Regions from separate parts of the Ctenopharyngodon idella genome. Here region 1 is linked to region 2. A link is a contact called in public Hi-C data. All regions are on one chromosome and are shown on one strand. Each heading gives the region's core, a stretch centred on a gene start, on an enhancer-like site or on the middle of the called end of the contact. The rest is flanking DNA. Distances are from core to core; before and after follow the strand shown.

The links. A called contact is a pair of places that touch in the nucleus more often than the background predicts.
Region 1: a Hi-C map of muscle shows a contact between it and region 2, with 4 times the contacts expected there. The contact joins the promoter of cbln17 here to the promoter of LOC127520173 in region 2. A contact is called at or near these places in 2 of 2 Hi-C or Micro-C datasets (both in muscle).

The regions. Positions count from the first base shown.
Region 1 is chr10:33,505,700-33,509,000 of HZGC01, forward strand. It overlaps cbln17 (cerebellin 17), which reads left to right and starts at 1,405. Exons shown (of 5, transcript XM_051911186.1): 1 at 1,405-1,584; 2 at 1,712-1,753; 3 at 1,954-2,016; 4 at 2,189-2,317; 5 at 2,417-2,967. The coding sequence starts at 1,440. The coding sequence ends at 2,700.
Region 2 is chr10:33,297,572-33,300,871 of HZGC01, forward strand. It overlaps LOC127520173 (protocadherin-10-like), which reads left to right and starts at 1,367. Exons shown (of 1, transcript XM_051908072.1): 1 at 1,367-3,300. The coding sequence starts at 1,367. The coding sequence ends at 2,944. The region is part of intron 1 of LOC127521235 (protocadherin alpha-C2-like); the gene reads left to right.

The sequences.
Region 1 (3,301 bases), core at 155-2,654, 210 kb after region 2:
ACAGTTACTTTTGAGCGCTGTATTTTGTTACAACGCATACATATACTGTAGCTGTTGCACTATACTACTGTAATGAAAAGAGATGCATCAAATTGCCTCACATACAGATAGAGTTTCTGTCTGCTTCCATTTTGTAAAAAGCATGTGTTACAGTTACAGTGATCAGTACTTCTATCTCTGTAGGACACAGAGATGATGGAATGGAAGAAGTCTGACTAAACATTTCAGTTGATGGATCAGGCATGCAAGAGGATTTTTGTGTGTGTGTGTGTGTGCTGCATGCACACACAAAAAAAATTGGTTCTTCAGTGGTTCTTTGGGGTGGTTGAGGTGCTATATAGCACTTAAAGTGGTTCCCCTATGATTACGAGCCAATTAACCACTTTTAGTGCTATTTGGCCATGGCATGGGGCCAATATAGCCTGTGATGTTGGCTGGGGCCAATATAGCCTTGACAAGATTCTCTGGCCTGTCCCAGATCAAAGATGGGATGTTGGGGCAGAATACTTTTTGTTGTTTGGTGTATTGTACTGTACAGTACATTAAGGAATAAAAAAATGTACAAATGTATACACTTCATCATGTGAAATGTTTCTTGAGGGGGAGAACCACAAGCAACATAACTTATTACTGGCTTTTGATTTTTGTAGTATTGTTTGAATTTATCTCACCAGTGTGTAAGACTGTTGTAGTGTGTGTGTTTTTTAGGGCTTGTGTATGGCTTTTTGTAGTATTGTTTTTAGGGCTCTTTGTAGTATTGTTTTGAATTTATCTCACCAGTGTATGTTGTAGTGTGTGTGTTTTTGAGGGCTTGTGTGTTATGTCTGACAACAAAGTTTGGTTTTTCAACAAGATTGAATGGTTTTGAGTGGAGAGCTTCATTTTGACCGGACAATAGGAAGTTTGGGGAATTGTGTGAGAAGTTATGGTTTTGTGTTTAGAGAAAAGGAGGCATAATTTCAAGAAATGTGTTTAAGCAATTAAGAAAAACTGTAAACCAGATTATTTCTGCTCACTGCAGGGAACGTCTATAAAAAGAAGTCTATGCTTCTTATGTTACACTATATCATTATGTTTTACTTAAAATAATTTCAGATTAATTTACCCACAGAAACTCAAGAGCACACGCTTTTCAGAAACAAACAGAACTTAGGAGTTTGGATTCACTTTGATTAATTTGATTTTGATTCTGTATTTGTATTGATGAGAAATGTATGTCAATAGTGGTAATCATTAACATCCATATACTGTGCGTGTTAATATTTACATAAACTTTTGAGTTGTTTTGTCTTTAACCTTGAGCTTTGGCTTTACTCAGTACTTTCTGCCATTTAATTAGATAAGAAATATCTGTGTCAATAATGAGTAGTAATGATTAACTACCTCAAAGCCTATAATATGTGTTATTTTCATAAACCCAAGAGTTTCTGTCTCTCAGGATGAAGGTGAGTGTTGCTCTGCTAATGCTGTGCTGTCTGTCACTCAGTTATTTGGTGGCCAATGGAGAAATCAACCAGCCCCACATCTGGTCTGAGATGAGAGATTTAAGAGACAAGTTGGATATGACAATGAAAGACAATGCAAGTTAGTACTAGTGGTTGCATCTTCTGTCACCCTTTAAATAGTTATCTTTAAAATAAAGGAAATCACATTCAATACAATGCAACATTAAATAAGTCATTTAAATAAATAGACTTGTAATGTTTTATAGAAATGGCAGAACAAATACTGGAGCTGAAGAAAGAGAATGCAGGTACTCAAAAGTGTATTTAGAAAATGGAATGTAACAAATTGTGTGAAAATTCAAATTTAAATGCCTTATTAAGAAGCATGATATGTTCTGGTGTGGGGAGAAAAAAAAATAATTAAGAACTTTATTTCACATAGAAACTGCATCATATTCCTTCTTTAAATATATATTTAAGCTACAATTAACGATTTGAATAATTTTAGGGATATATGAGCGAATGAAGATCGGTGAAACCCAGCTGGACGCCTTTAAGAGAGAACTTGCAGGTAAACTAATCGAATTATATCAAAATTGTCCTTTTTATACAGTATAAATATTTAAGGTATTATTTACAGTCTGCCTTTAATGCACAATAACTCTGAACATTTTATTTTTTTCTGGTGTTATGTATGTATTAAAGGGCTTAAATTATTTTCTTATTTTATTTTCTGTGCACAGAACAACCTAAAGTGGCATTTTCAGCTGACTTAGGGATCCATGGCAATTTAGGTCCCCAGAAAACTGAGATCACACTGACCTTCAACAATATCTTCACAAATATTGGTAACAACTACAACCCAACAACAGGTACTCTGAGCTATAGCCAATGTCTTACCTAAAGGAAATTTTCCAATTCTGATTTTTAGACCCATTTTACATTTGATCTGATGGTTTTGTCAATGGCAGGTCTCTTCACTGCACTAGTTAAAGGAGTCTACTACTTCAGATTCACTGCATGTGGTGTTCAAAAAAACCAGTCAATGGGTGCAAGTTTACATAAAAATGGGCAGAAGATTGTGTCAGTGGGACAATGGCATCATCACGATCAGCACAGATTCGCATCAAATGGAGTTGTCCTGCAGCTGGAAGTGGGTGATGTAGTTTGTATGAAGCTCCTCCCAGATTACACCATCTATGACAGTCCAGGTAACCTCAGCACTTTCAGTGGATTCCTTATCTACCCATTATAGTGATCAACCATTGCCATTCACAGCTGTATTAAAACATGGACACTTTTGTTGATCTTCTGGATGTTCATTCTCATCTGTGCTCTTTTTCTACTTAAGTTTTGAATTTTCAATTATATAAATACAATCTACATAACTGGTTGCTCTTTTAGAAATTCACAATCACACTTATGCTGTATTAAGCTTATACTGCATGGAAAAGTCAGTAACTGTAATAATGATTTTACATGCTGTTTTTTGCATTTAATAAATTCTCTATGCCTAAACGTCTCTGTATGTCTGCTTAAAAATTTAATAATAATAATAATACTTTTTTATATATATTTTAATATATGATTTGTATTATTAAATAATAATAATAAAAATAATATTTTTTTTTTTACAAATTATTTCTATAATATGTGTAGACTTATAACCTTGGTGTATTTGTGTGAACTGTTTTGCTAAAGTCGAATGTGAAATATGTGGTAGAATTGAAGCTATAACAGAGTAAAAAAATCACATCAATAATGTTTTTGTACAGAATATGATATAGTATAATACTGCAATGCACGAATACTACATGAAACAAATTGACAACATTAGAAAAGACAAGATGAAATGT
Region 2 (3,300 bases), core at 117-2,616:
TGACAATGACTTAAAAACTCACCCACTTATTATTACAGTGTCTGATAATGGAGAGCCATCACTCTCAGCCACTATGTCCATGGATGTTGTGGTTGTTGAGAGTCTGGATGACATAAAGACATCATTCAGAGAAGTTCCTGTGAAAGAGGAGAGTTTTTCAGATCTGAATGTGTATCTGCTCATCGCTATTGTCTCAGTATCAGTCATCTTTTTACTGAGTCTCGTGGGTTTGATAGCAGCTAAATGCTACAGGACAGACGGCAGTTTCAGCAGGTACAGCGCTCCAGTGATCAGCACCCATCCAGACGGAAGCTGGTCCTTCTCTAAATCTACTCAACAGTACGACGTGTGTTTTAGCTCAGACACGATAAAGAGTGACGTAGTAGTGTTTCCTGTACCAGCCCAACATGTAGATGGCGAGTTGATAAGCATAATTGATGAAGATTCATTTTTGCTGAAAAAAACTCTACCGAAAGATTTAAAGGTAAGGCATTACATTTCTAGTAAAGCGGCTTGTATTTTTATTTTTATTTTTTTCTGTCCAATATAGATTTATAGTAAGCTATATTAAAGTATATCTTATACTTATAAGTCTTATGTTTTGAAAAGAGAACCATACTATGTATAACTAAAAGCGCTTGTAATGTTGCACCGGATAATTCAATGCCTGCTCTATATAATACAATAACTAATTGCTTATATCCTTTACAAGACGGATCACTGGATCTTAGGAGTTCATGCGCATATTGTGATTTTTAGTAATTAATTCAGCAGTACTGACGGCATTAATACTCATTTAACCATAAATGAATTGACATTTTGAAGTATGTATGTACTTGTGTGTTTTTGTATTTGTGGTTGACTGGTTTAATATCGCATTTAACTGTATGGTGTTATTGGGTTGTGACTGCATCGATCAGTACCATGGACAGCAACACATCAATATGAATTGTAGCGTGAAAAGGTTACATTTATGAGGAATTTTAACATGTGCTTCTCTATTTTTGGCTAATTAAGATGATAATGATGTATTATAGTCTTGTTTTTCTAGTGTTCGTAACTTTGACTTGTATTTTGTGTTGTCATTTCAACTCAAATGCGTCATGTGTTTCTTCAATGGATTTGGAAATAGAATATTCCTGTTATGGCATAATTTCAGCACATGGTGTCACTGCAGACCGTCAGTTTAAGGTTTATAGGCTTTACTCTGAAGCCTCTCTCTCTCAGACTCTCGGTGTTAGTGTGTGTGTCGTTGAGACATGATGCAGGTTTCTATTTCGTCTCGTGTTTCCTAATGCAAGGAAGAAATATTCGATTCTCTCGCGTTCATTTTTTTCTGTCCTCAAGCCAGTTGTGAATGACCATCATGGCATTTATGGGATATTTCGAGTGTGGATTTATATTTTTCCTTTCTTTGCTGGATTCTGCGTTTGCTCAGATCGTCTATTCCGTACCGGAAGAGGTAAATAAGGGAACAGTTGTTGGGAATATAGCGAAAGATCTGAACATAAATGTTCACGACCTGGAATCTCGCATGTTTGAGATTGTGACTGGATCAAATAAGAAGTATTTTGACGTAAATCTGAAAACTGGCGTGCTGTTTGTTAATGAAAGGATTGACCGTGAGGAGTTATGTGTGTCGAATCAGAAATGCTCTTTGAATATAGAAGCTCTCGCTAAAAATCCTCATCATCTTTACAGGGTGGAGATTAAGATCTTGGATATAAACGACAATGCGCCACATTTTCCTGTTAAAATATTTACTGTGAATATTACCGAAAACGCAAGCCCTGGAGAGAGATTTCCTCTCCCTGTAGCCGAGGACTCTGATGTTGGCAGTAATTCTCTGAAAGAGTACAAATTGAGTCCGAATGAACATTTCAGTCTAGATACACAGAGTGAAGACCAGAGTGTGTCTGCAGAGTTAGTGCTGAACAAGGCTTTAGATCGAGAGAAACAAGCGACAATTAAGTTAGTACTCACTGGAGTAGATGGAGGAAAACCACCGAAATCAGGGGCTTTAAATATTATTATAAACGTCATGGATATTAATGATAATAACCCAGTGTTCAGTCAACCTCTTTATAAAGTCAAACTCAAAGAAAATGTTGCTGCTGGTACTAAAGTTATCTCTGTGTCTGCCACTGATTTGGATGAAGGCATGAACAGTGAAATTGTGTATTCGTTTGTTGATCATGGTAAAAAGCAAGATTTATTTACCATTACCCCCGAGACCGGAGATATTGTTGTAAAAGGGCAAATTGATTATGAGGAAAATCCTGCTATTGAGTTACGAGTTCGTGCAAGAGACAAAGGCAGCCCACCAAAGAGCACACAATGTAAAGTTTTAATAGAAGTTATAGATGACAACGATAATGCACCAGAGATAACTGTGACTGCTCTTTTGGAAAGTGTGAAAGAAGACACAAAGTCAGGAACTGCTGTTGCTTTAGTCACAGTGTCTGATAAAGATGGAGGTAAAAATGGCATTGTACACTGTGCTCTGAAAGGTTCGTTTCCTTTCAAACTGGAGACGTCATATAACAATCATTATTCTCTAGTGGTAGACGGACCTCTGGACAGAGAGAGTGTTTCTCAGTATAACATCACAATTACAGCTGCAGATGAAGGAGCTCCGCCTCTTTCCAGCAGCACTGTTATAACTGTACATATCTCTGATGTTAATGACAATGCTCCACATTTCCCAGCACCCGTTATTAACGCTTTTCTAAGTGAGAATGGTCAAGCTGGAGGTCTCATGACAAAAGTGACAGCTGAAGATTCAGACACTGGTGAGAACGCAGAACTTTCATATTCACTGTTAGACAGTTCCAGCTCCAGTGTTCCTATAACAACACTGATCAATATAAACTCTTTGAGTGGAGAAATATTCAGTTTGCAATCATTTAATCACGAAGAAACAAAAAGATTCAGTTTGAAGTGATGGCAACAGACTCTGGTGTTCCTCCTCTGAGCAGTAATGTGACTGTAAATGTGTTTATTCTGGATGAGAATGACAACAGTCCAGTTATTTTACCGCCTTATTCTGACCCTGGATCAGTTAATACTGAGAACATTCCCTACTCTGCTGAAGCGGGATACTTTGTAGCCAAGATCAGAGCTGTTGATGCTGACTCTGGATATAACGCTCTTCTGTCTTATCATATGAGTGAACCCAAAGGAACTAATCTCTTCCGCATTGGAAGCAGCACTGGAGAAATAAGGACTAAGAGACGAATGAGTGACAACGACTTAAAATCTCACCCACTTCTTATTACAGTGTCTGATAATGGAGAGCCA